Linked DNA regions of Mus musculus: all the other regions are linked to region 3. The links are chromatin contacts, called in public Hi-C and HiChIP or PLAC-seq maps. All regions are on one chromosome and are shown on one strand. The core of a region is the stretch at or near the end of the contact, and the rest is flanking DNA. Distances in the headings are between cores, read along the strand shown. Region 1 has its middle 70 kb from the start of Gm51759. Region 2 overlaps Phactr2 (phosphatase and actin regulator 2). Region 3 overlaps Aig1 (androgen-induced 1).

What was found. A called contact is a pair of places that touch in the nucleus more often than the background predicts. HiChIP or PLAC-seq counts read pairs in DNA pulled down with a chosen protein or histone mark.
Region 1: an H3K27ac HiChIP or PLAC-seq map of regulatory T cells shows a contact between it and region 3, with 5 times the contacts expected there. The contact joins two enhancer-like sites. A contact is called at or near these places in 1 of 15 datasets of contacts at CTCF or cohesin (pro-B cells), 7 of 484 Hi-C or Micro-C datasets (the C2C12 cell line, adipose-derived mesenchymal stem cells, bone marrow-derived macrophages and 3 more), 3 of 115 datasets of contacts at active chromatin or transcription factors (CD8 T cells, fibro-adipogenic progenitors and regulatory T cells) and 1 of 9 other capture datasets (liver).
Region 2: a Hi-C map of Th1 cells shows a contact between it and region 3, with 3 times the contacts expected there. The contact joins two enhancer-like sites.

What each region holds. Positions count from the first base shown.
Region 1 is chr10:14,195,615-14,199,035 of GRCm38.p6, reverse strand. No RefSeq gene overlaps it. Among named protein-coding and RNA genes, the nearest start is that of Gm51759, 70 kb to the right of the region's middle. Within about 2 kb of position 2,080, at least 47 of the 459 cell types and tissues checked have an H3K27ac peak or open chromatin away from gene starts, as enhancers often do. A contact at or near this core is called in cortical neurons, muscle stem cells and regulatory T cells, where this site is marked.
Region 2 is chr10:13,437,326-13,441,134 of GRCm38.p6, reverse strand. The region is part of intron 1 of Phactr2 (phosphatase and actin regulator 2); the gene reads left to right. Among named protein-coding and RNA genes, the nearest start is that of Phactr2, 35 kb to the left of the region's middle. Within about 2 kb of position 2,539, at least 69 of the 459 cell types and tissues checked have an H3K27ac peak or open chromatin away from gene starts, as enhancers often do. A contact at or near this core is called in Th1 cells, where this site is marked.
Region 3 is chr10:13,830,903-13,834,755 of GRCm38.p6, reverse strand. All of the region lies in intron 1 of Aig1 (androgen-induced 1), which reads left to right. Among named protein-coding and RNA genes, the nearest start is that of Aig1, 36 kb to the left of the region's middle. Within about 2 kb of position 1,870, at least 108 of the 459 cell types and tissues checked have an H3K27ac peak or open chromatin away from gene starts, as enhancers often do. A contact at or near this core is called in Th1 cells, cortical neurons, muscle stem cells and 1 more, where this site is marked.

The sequences.
Region 1 (3,421 bases), core at 831-3,330, 360 kb before region 3:
ATGTGGGGTGTTCTTCCTGCATATATGTCTGTGTACAGCATATATACCTGGTACACACAGAGGTCAGAAGAGGCGTTTAGATTCCCTGGAACTGGAGTTACAGATGGTTGTGACTCACCAAGTAGATGCTGGGAATTGACCCTGGGTCCTCTGGCAAAGCAGTCAATACTCTTGACGTTGTTGATCCATCTCTCCACTCACTCCAGCATCTCTGGCTTTATTGTCATCAGACAGTATTAAAACCATTCATCCAGTGGGCTTCTCCTCTGCCATTCTTGCTTCAGTTCAGGGTGTAATCCATTGACACTGAACACACAAAGTAGGGGTCTGATAAGTTATTTTATGCTCTCTCTATATACAGACCCCACCATGCCCTTTACATCTGGGAGAACACTGGTGCTATTTGGCTCCTCCCTCAGTGCTGAGAAATGTTAAAGTTTTTATGAAAGGAAGACACTCCTTCCCAGTGAGCCAAGAACACAGTTTAGCTCTCTCACTTCTTTAGCAGTTTAAACTCAGTTTTCATTAGGCAAATTGTTCGCTGCTGTTAATAAGAACTGTGCCCGCTTTTTCCAGAGTGGTCATATATGAAACTGAAAAGCTTCCAGTGTCTAATCCAGATCTCATGTATGGCCAAGAAGAAAGGAAAGACCATTCCAACCCAGGCAGTGACACAGGGAAATAAGGTTTAGAGAGCTCTAAAGAGGAGTGCACTGACTAGTTCTGTGTCAACCTGACACAGCTGGAGTTATCACAGAGAAAGGAGCTTCAGTTGAGGAAATGCCTCCATGAGATCCAACTGTAAGGCATTTTCTCAATTAGTGATCAAGGGGGAAAGGCCCCTTGTGGGTAGGACCATCTCTGGGCTGGTAGTCTTGGGTTTTATAAGAGAGCAAGCTGAGCAAGCCAGGAGAAGAAGCCAGTAAAGAGCATCCCTCCATGGCTTCTGCATCAGCTCCTGCTTTCTGACCTGCTTGAGTTCCAGTCCTGACTTCCTTGGTGATGAACAGCAGTATGGAAGTGTAAGCAGAATAAATACTTTCCTCCCCCAAGTGCTTCTTGGTTATGATGTTTGTGCAGGAATAGAAACCCTGACTAAGACAAGGAGGACAGGAGCAAGGGAGATAGCTCAGTTGGGAAAGTGCTCACCTCGAAAACATGCAGATAGGACTTCTGTCCCCAGACCAATGTGAAAAGAACAGCATGATATATACTTGTGGTCACAGTACTGATGACAAGGCTCAGTAGGACAAGAAGCTGAGGCTCAGTAGACAGCCAGATTTAACTATTGTGCGTTCCAGTCCAGTGTTGGCCTACCACAAAATCAAGATGAGCTGCCCAGAAATAACACTAGAGGATGACCTCTGAATACAGAGGTGCGGCAGAGGAAGAGGGTGAGAGAGTGAGAAGGACAGAGAGACAGATAGACTGACTCAAAAAACGGGGCTATATGGAAGAGACAGAGAAAATGACCTGGGTTAGATGAACAGTTTGTAGAGCACCCTGAGTCTAAGTGTGGATTATGATACTGGTGTCATAAGCCACTGGAAGTTGGGCAGTCAATCCTATAGAGGGCGACAATTCAGTGAGGGATGCAGTCCTGATTACAGCAACAGAACTCTATCATAAAAAGTAATGTCTTTTGAAAGTCCCTTTGCAAGCAAGTACCGGAAATCCAGTCAAATAAGCCCAGTCGACGAATAGGAAATTATTGGAAAGAATATTGAGTCACCTTCAGAACCCAGCAGCATGAAGGATACCCAAATCTATGCAGATTCTATTTTACTTTATTTTTCTTTTTTTACTCCATATCCTGGCTTGTCTTGATTCTCTTAGCAAATGTCCTCTGTACCTCCAAACTCCATGCCTGACCCAGATACTAATGTCTACTCAACTTTCTTAAACCTAGTTATAAATTCCTAAGAGGAAGATAGTGCTCACCCGATGAGGGCCAAGGGCCCCTGATACAATCCATGGCCGTGGTGGTTGGGTGATGGCTGCTTACTTGGGGTTCCGTTTGTGGAGAAAGGAGTGGTTCTTGGAGGAATGTGGTATCATAGATTTGGCAGGAGCGCCAGAAGTTGGTTACATAAACCTACCAGAAGTCTGCTGGTATATTTTAATCCTGAAATCCTCCCAAGGTCAGTATAATGAGGAGATGTAAATAAATAGTATGGTTCTGAATAAGAGGACCAGTTTAAGAGACGCTAGAGCAGCGGTTCTCAGCCTGTGTGGGTCGTCATCTCTTTGAGGGTCAAATGACTGTTTCAAGGGACCATCAGAAAACACAAATATTTACCTTATCATCAATAACATAGCAAATTTACGGTTATAATGTAGCAACAAAAATAGTTTTATGGCTGAGGGTAACCACACAGGAGGGACTATTGAGAAACACTGCTCTAGAGTGTCAGCCATGGGGATGGTACCTGAGGAGATCACAACTGATGTGAAAGATCTCCCAGGACAGCCTGCACTGGGTAATGTCTGAGGAATCCAGCGATCCTTTGCGGGAGTGGCTGTTCGCAGCTTCCATAAATGCCGCACGAATGCAAGCGTGGGCTGCTTTCTTCAGAGAGAAGCTGGGCGTGGAGCTTAGGAGCAGCTAAGCAAGACCTGACAGTTCCAGAACCGCGGAAGGAAATGTCTGTGCTCAAGACATTCCCAGTATTATGAATCAATCCACCAAGTATTTACCAACCGGCCTGCTTTATGCTTGGTGATATTTTGATATTGTGTTTAGTCAGGGGTCTGAGACAAAAGGGCCACCCTGGACTATTGTAGAAAGCCCCCTTGGGTTGTACATGGAGGGGAACGCCAGGATACTTTCCCAGCCTCCTCCAGCAGCTGCCCTTCTAAAACCCAGAGAAGCGCGCAGTCCCTCCCCCACCATCCTGCCTGCCTGCCAGAGTTTCCAGATTTGTTCTGCTTTGCAGTTGCGTCAAAGCCACGCTAGATCCCAATCCTCACAGAAGGCATAAATTAACATTTTATTATGTGTACTTGTTAGGGTCTCTTAAAGTAGACATGCAAATTTGAGGCTCCAGTAATAAATTAGGGCATACCCAGATTAACCGAAAATAAACTGGGTTGCCCTGGCCAAGGCCTTGGAAAGCAGGGCCCTGCCAAGCAGCCAGAGGACAGAGACTCCCCTCAACTCCTGTTCCCCAGTTGTTGACCCTGGCCTCTGGTCATTTCCTTCTCTGTATGGTACCCTGGTCCTCTCTGTGCAGACGCTAGTGGCTTTCATGAGTCCTGATGGGTTTTCTTTTTAGAACAAGGGACAGTTTCCAGTAAGCCTGTTACAGGTCCCTGGCAAGCAATAGAGAGAAAGAGCAAAAGAAAAGTTTTGAGTTTCCATCACACATGGACCAGCTATTCTGAGGCTATACTTTGATTGGTTATTCCTGTAGTGGGACTT
Region 2 (3,809 bases), core at 1,290-3,789, 390 kb after region 3:
GAAGTAGACAGGTGTGGGTGGGGCAGAGGAAGGAGGATGCTGAGGCCATTCTTATGCTCCAGGCTCAGGACCCGTGGTAGCGATGACCATGTTGGGAAATGGACCCAGACGTGAGATAACGTGATCGCCAGGCACTGGCCTGAAGTTATGGAAGGATACAGTTAGTTACTGGCCGGTGAAGGCTTTAAGTGCGGTGGGTTTGGTGTGAATCTTGGCGGTTCCTACTAAACTCCCCCTGATGTCTATCAGGAGGAGATGCTGAGTACATACAAGGTGTGTATGTGTGTTCTCCAAGGCCACCGTAGCATATCACTCAACAACAGTGACTCCCCGTCTTCCTGTGACAGAGATCCAACACTCTGGAATCAGGGTTGAACAGGCCTACATTCCTTTCAGAAGGTCCAGCGAGCTTTTCCTTGCTCCTTTTCACCTGTCAAGGCCATCACATTCCTCAGTCTTGCTCCAATATTAGCTACAAAAAAAAAAAAAAAAAAAAAAAACAAACCTTACCAGAGGCAACTTAAGGGAGAGCCTGCTTTGGCTCGGGGCTCCAGAGAACAGGCCATCATTACTGAGAAGGCATGGTGGCAGGAGCTGGAGGCAGCTGGTTAAACTGTACCTGCAGTAAAAAAAAAAAAGCAGTGCGTGATGTGCCCCTGTGCTCTTGTAATCCTTTGGATTCAACCCAGGATTCCGGCCACAGAATGGCACTGCCACCCACAGTTAAGGTGTCTTGTCCCACTTCAGGTTACCCAACTAAGATAATCCCTCTCTGGCAAGCCTGAAGGTTAGCCTCGTGCAGATCATCTTTCAGAGGTGTGCCTATGGGCTGCCTTCCTAGGTGACTGTAGATCACATCAAGTTGACAGTCAAAGTTTAACTGCCCCAGGCTGCTTCTTCCATATTCAAAGTGTGGCAGACTATCTCTGCCTTGTGACCACTTTCCTCTCTCTGACTCTGGCCTTACCTTCCTCTCAAAAGGAGCCTCCTAATTTCTTGAGACCATGTGGATAATCCAGGATGTTCTTCTCAGCTCATCCTTAAAGTTGTTGAGTCTGCAATTCTGTTGGGGTTAGTATACACCCACAATCCCACACACAGGGAGTGGGGCAGGAGGATCAGGAGTTCAAGGCTAGCTTCAGCTACATGAGCTTCTGTCTTGGAAAAAAAAAGTACTTAAGAGGGAACTTAGTGGTCTCCTTTCATAGGACAGGGTAAAGCTGGACAAGGGATTCAGGAACTCAGTTGGACATTATTATCACCTCATTGTAAGCCTTCTCCTGTCCCCACCCTACCTTTTTCCTCAGTCCCCCAGCTCTGGGTGTCTCCAGATCCCAGCCATCTTATTGAGGCATCCCAGAGAACTTCTCTTTTGTAGGGCTCCCACATGAAATCCCACAGAAGGACTATGGTGGCTGTGGTTAGATCACATGGCTCATTGGATGGAAACTCTGGTGTCACCCAAGAAAACCAAATGAACTGGGGTGGTTCCCTGAGTAAGGGATGTGGAACAGCACTGTTTCTAGAAGCCGAGAAAAGGAAAGGATGTGAATGTGGCAGAAACTATAGTTACACCCCAAACACTTCAGACTTTTATTTTTAAACTTAGTTTCTAGTATTGAAAATAACCCAAAGTAGATAGAATTCTAGAATGATCCTTCAAGTGTCTACTCTCAGTGCTTCAGTTGTTCCCAACTTGTGGTCCAAGATTTCTCTTTTAGACTCATTAGGTTCCCCTCCCCCATTTTGGTATCTCACAAAGCAAATTCCAGACATCATATAGACTTTCCTGTAAATAGTTTAATACTATAAGGATTCTTTTTAGAAAACAGAGCCATAATGCCATGATAGTACTAGAAACTTGAACAAGAACCCATTGCAGATTCAGTATTCAAATTTCCCAGTTGTCTCAGGAATGGTTGGACAGAACCCAAATCTCCTTATGTGTCCTTGGATTATCACTCTTAAGCTTTTAGCCACAGTCTTCATTTCTTTTCTGTTGTTTTGACAAAATATCCCAACAAACACAGCTTAAGGGTAGAAAAGATGTCTTGTGGCTCATGACTCCAGGTTAGGGTCCATCATAGCTAGGAGGCTGAAGTTGCAGGCAGCAGGAACGTGGGCAGGAATAGAAGTGATTCTCAGCTCGCTTTTGTCACCCTTAGACTTCAGGATTTCCTGCCTGGGGAATAACGCCACCCTCGGTGGGCAGGTCCTCCTACCTTAGTTATTCCCGATTAAGATTATTCCTCACCGGCATCCTGGAAGGCTAACGGGATCTAGCCAGTCCCTTGTCGAGACTCTGTTCTCAGGTGATTCTACGTTATGTTTTGTGGACAACCTGAACCATCAGAGCAGCCAGGCACTCTGTTCTGTCTCTCCTCCCTCCCATGGTGACCATGTCGCCTCTTTACTTGACTGGCTTTTGTTCCTGTCACACTAGCACTTTCTCTTCTCAAATCCTCTAGCTCTGTGCACCACTGTGGAGTAATTCCGGTCCTCAAGTCCCTGGAGTCATTCTGAAAGCAGCAGTTGTGGTTTCGGGGTGTTTGTTTATGAACACCACAGAGGTCTACATACCGGGCACAATTCTGGCTTCCCTCTATCTTCAGTTTCCCTATTGAGAGTGAAAAGCATCCATACTTCTTCTCACAGCTCCTACTGTTTCTAGCTTTGGTCTTAGATTTTCAAATGGTCGTTTGCTTCAGGTGGGGCTTCCCTCTGCTGGTTCCCTCAAACCTTGCCAGGACGCACAAATTGGTGAGGTGAAGTGTGAACTTTCCTCTTCATGGTTGGCTGAGTTCAACTTTTGATCTATCAGCATGTGGCTCGGGCATACCAGAGTTCTGAATACTCTTGGAGCTGAGGGGTGGGGCTGGGGGCAGTGAGAGGAATGGGGCTTTGAAGAGATTGAGGAGGCTGCAGCGCTCACATTTAGAAAGGTCCTAGCCACCACCACCACCACCACCACCACCACCCCACACTGCTCGTTCAGTATCACAGGGAAAACTTGAAAATAGCTACTATGCATACTTTGCATAATAGCAATCATGAAGTTGCATCTCTCTCTCTCTCTCTCTCTCTCTCTCTCTCTCTCTCTCTCTCTCTCTCTCGTGTGTGTGTGTGTGTGTGTGTGTGTGTGTGTGCAGGTCCACACACCATACGTGTGCATGGGCAGGTAAAGACAGGGGGTCATGATCAGATGTACTCCTTGCTGGCTTTCTGTGTTGATTTAGAGATGAGATCTCTAATTGAACCTGACTGAAGCTCTGTATTTCAGTGAGGCTGGGAGCCACTGAGACCCTGGGCTCTGCCTCTTTCTGTCACCTCAGCACTGTGCTTGTGTTCCTTCAAGCCTTGATTTTACACAGGTGTTAGTGATTTGAACTCAGGTCATCACGGTTGCATATAAATATTTCACCCCACCCAGCTGTCTCTCCAACCTGAAAGATGGCTTTTTGTTTTCAGTGTGCTAAGAATTGAAATTCTGGCTTCACAGCTCCTAGGTAAATGTTCTATCCTGAGTCATATTCCTGGCCCTCTTTCTCTTTATATCTTAAACACTTCTTTTCTGTTGTTGTGTACTTCCCTTTATTATGACTTTCAAAGAGCCAGGGTACCTGAGTACTTCCTTCTTGGTCAGTCTCACAAAAGATCCTGGGTAGTGAATGGGACGCTCAGAGTTCAGATGCTGGTTCTAGGTCCCGTGCCAACTCGAAGGAAGGTTGGCTCATTTTTACCTCTGTTAAATGGGGTCTAAGATGTTTTATATCGTGGAACCGTGACCAAAGTCAAGAGAATCAGTGAGT
Region 3 (3,853 bases), core at 621-3,120:
TATTTGGAAAGTAATCTTATACAATATTCTTAATTGATTGGCTCATAAAACACCATTTACGTATCGCAGATGAAGGGTTTTAGATTTAGAAATGATGCTGCAGATTTGCATTTTGACATTGACCCATCAGATGACGTCACGTACGGTGTCACTACCCACTGTGCCATGGTGACGCTCAGATTTTTCTCACTGTGACTGAGAATTTCTCATATGAGTAAGTAAGGTATGCTTCATCTATGTAACTAATAGTTATAAGAGCCTTCACATCTGTATCTGAAAAAGACTGACTCATATATTTACATGAAAATCCAAATATTTTATGTTAGTTCATCAATTGAAGGCACCAAGTGTACCATTGACTGTATCCTAGAGCTTTTACATGAAGAATAGTAGCGAATTCCTGCATGGAAAGTATGATGGAAATCTAAATTAGGCCTTCTTCCTTGCGCCTGTCTCCCGGGTGAATTTCCTTATTCTGTGGGTTACATAAAACACACGAGTGAGTTCCAGATACTTACGCTTCATTGGCACCAAGCCAAATTTCTATTTTCTTTTCCTGTAGAAAAAAAAATGATGCTGTCGGATTTTTGCACATAGTGCACCACTAGGTTTTTTGAGCTCACCCAACCCTGCACTGATTACCCGGCCCTTAAAATTAGAGGGGCTGAGTTACAGGGAAAGGATTGAAATAGTAGCATAGGATACGAAAAAAGATGAACTGAAACACAATAGAGAAAATAATAGAGTTTCAACCTACTCAGTGATCAGTTATGAAAGTTAAATATTATCAACACAACTGGAGCGCCTATGTTCCTCTTATGGCCTCTTCTTTTCCAGAAGTACTTGAGTTTAGTGCTGTTTATGTAGTTTTATTTGTGTGTGCCTGTTCGAGTGTACACCACATGTGTGTGCTCCCAGAGACCAGAGAGGGCGTCAGATCCTCAGGAGTAGACAGGCAGCAAATTGTCTCAAGGCCAAGCCAGCCCTCCAGTCTGAATTCAGTGTTATTGATCTCTGGGTGTTTCTTCCTGCTCACTGCACGTGCCCGTACCATGTCCTTATATTTGTTTCATGATTTATTTTAATAGTGTCAAAATATGCCATTTCCTGCCTCTGTTTTTAGTTCACTATTTTTTTGTTGCAAAGATTGAAACCTTTTTGTTATGAGGTGAGAGTTTTCTTGCATAAGTCGAGCATAGTTTATTCAGTCCACTATTTAAAAACAACAACAACAACATGTCATTGCTTCAACTCTGGTAAAGCAGTGCGAGCTGACGCTGACTTTCTCACATACCGAGGTTTCTTTAGGGCAGTGCTTCTCGGCCTTTCTATGCTGTGTCTCTTTAATACGGTGGGTGAGCCCCCAATCATAAAATTGTGTGTCGTGTTGCTTCATAACTGTAACTTTGCTATTGTCGTGAGTCATAGTGTAAATATCTGTGTTTTTCGGTGGTTCTAGGCGACCTCCATGAAGGGGTCATTTGATTCCCAGTGGGGTGTCAACCCACAAGTTGAGAACCGCTGCTGTTAGGAAACTGAGTCACCAGATCAAGAGAGCACGGCAATCTCTACACTATTACATCTCTGTTGTTATTCACAGTGTTTGTCTGAGTTGCATTCCCACAATGAGCTTTCTGGCTGAGTTAGAATTATTTGTATCTCTATTTTGATGAGAAAATGCTATCTCATTGCAGCTCTCATTTGAATCCTCCCTGGTATTGGTCACACAGGACACTGGATGTTGACCAACAGTCACAGAGAATAGCACTCCCTGGTGTGGTCATCAATGCCTCGCCCACACTCTGTGAGGGCTGACAGGGAGCTGACAGAGATCCAGACATCTTTAGTCTTACGATATGACTTGAGAAATTCCCTAAGCATAGAGTTGTTCTCTGACTCATCTCTGGTGATCAGAACCTGATGCTTTGCACACTTCTGCTTCATTTCCACTTGTGGCAATCTTCGAAGCGCCCGCTCTGGCTATTTATACAGCAACAATAGACTGGAAGTCATGGAAACTGAAACCAGTTTAAATTCTGAGTAAAACTGGAGCATGACTACTGCTTTGGTTGACTAGTAATAGCAGGGTTTGAGGGAGCTCCCCAAAGCCTACGCTGCTAACAACATGTGTGCTATGAGGCTGAGCTCACAGCTGGAAACAGATGTTTCTAGGAACTTTCATCGCCTTATTCTGTGCTCAAGTGAGGGACCATATACAAAACTTCTACAGACTTCCCACTGCCAATGTGGGAATGCCTTTTCCCCTCGCTCAAGTATTTGCCAAGTTCTATAAGGTAAGGAGAATTGTATCGCTTAAAAATAGGTCATTAGCAAATTATTTCCACTTGAAGAAGTCAGAAGACTTCTTAATCTACCTTTGGTGTAAAGTAGGTAAGATTGGACCCAGGGATCATATTCCTGCCCCTTCTAAAGTTTTGTTTAGCTATGTCTTGGTATGCTGCCCGGTTGCACTCAACATCCACAACTTTGACCCTAGTTCAGGAAATTGACAAATTATTGGTTTGTTCTATTTCCTGGTTCTCACCCACCATGCTCTGGCCCAAGGAAAGTGTGGCCGTTGTGAATGATTCCATTTGTAATTGATTTGGGAACAGTAAAACGGGTAACTGTAGTATACAGTGGTCATAGCACCTCTACAGTACTGTGGAAAGATTTGATTTCATAAGTACTAATAACCTAAGTTAGCCATTTAATTCAGCATCTAAAATAGAAATTTGTTCCAAATCAGGGTGGATTTTTCTGTTTAATTAATTGAATTCTTTGTCGCCAGCTCTCACTCCTGTGGCAGACAAATGCCTAAGTCCAAGTGATTAGAACACACAGGACAGTCTCCCTGCATTTGGCTCATTCATCTGCCCCCCCCCCCCTGGCATTTTCTAAACCTCATCAGTGAGTAGAAACAGACCTCAAATGTGAACTGTGAAATAATACCTACCCCACTTAGATAATTAAAAATTTTCCTGTTGAGTCTATGTAGGGATGTGTGTGTGTGTGTGTGTGTGTGTGTGTGAGAGAGAGAGAGAGAGAGAGAGAGAGAGAGAGAGAGAGAATGGGGAGGGAAAAGAATGTCTTAAGAAGAATGAAAATGAAAGTAGTGGAGTCCTTTTTTTTGTTTTTTGTTTTGTTTTTGTTTTCTTTTCATTTTGAATCATTTATTCAAATTCCCTGTTTTGGCAGACTGATGGCAGGTCTTTTAAGGTAGCATACTTTAAAATCTTATCTCTGAGAATTGCATTTAGATATTTTGATTATATGTGCCCTCATGCTCCTTCCAACTCCTCCTCATCTGTCTCCCAACTTTTTATACCTCACTGTCTTAGTTACTTTTGTAGTGCTATGACTAAGTACCATGATGAAGATAACTTATAAAAAAAGAAAGCACTCCACCAGGCTTGCTTATAGTTTCAATGAGTTTGTTCACTGAAGTAGTATCTTAGAGCTTATATCTGATCCACAAGCAGAAAGGGGGGGGGCAGAGAGAAATACACAGAGAGAAAGATACAGAGACAGGCAGACAGAGACAGACAGAGAGACAGATACAGAGGGAGACAGATAGAGAGAGACAGAGACAGACAGAGACAAAGAAAGACAGAGAGACAGATAGAGAGAGAGACAGAGAGATAGACAGAGATAAGGACAAAGATATATATATAGAGAGAGACAGAGACAGAGAGAGACAGAGAGAGGGACACAGAGAGAACTCACTAGGAATGGTATGAGCTTTTGAAACCTCAAAGCTCATCTCCAGAGATATACCTCCAACAAGGCCACACCTCCTAATCTTTCCCAAAAAGTTCTACCAGTTTCAGACCAGGCATTCAAATGTATAAGC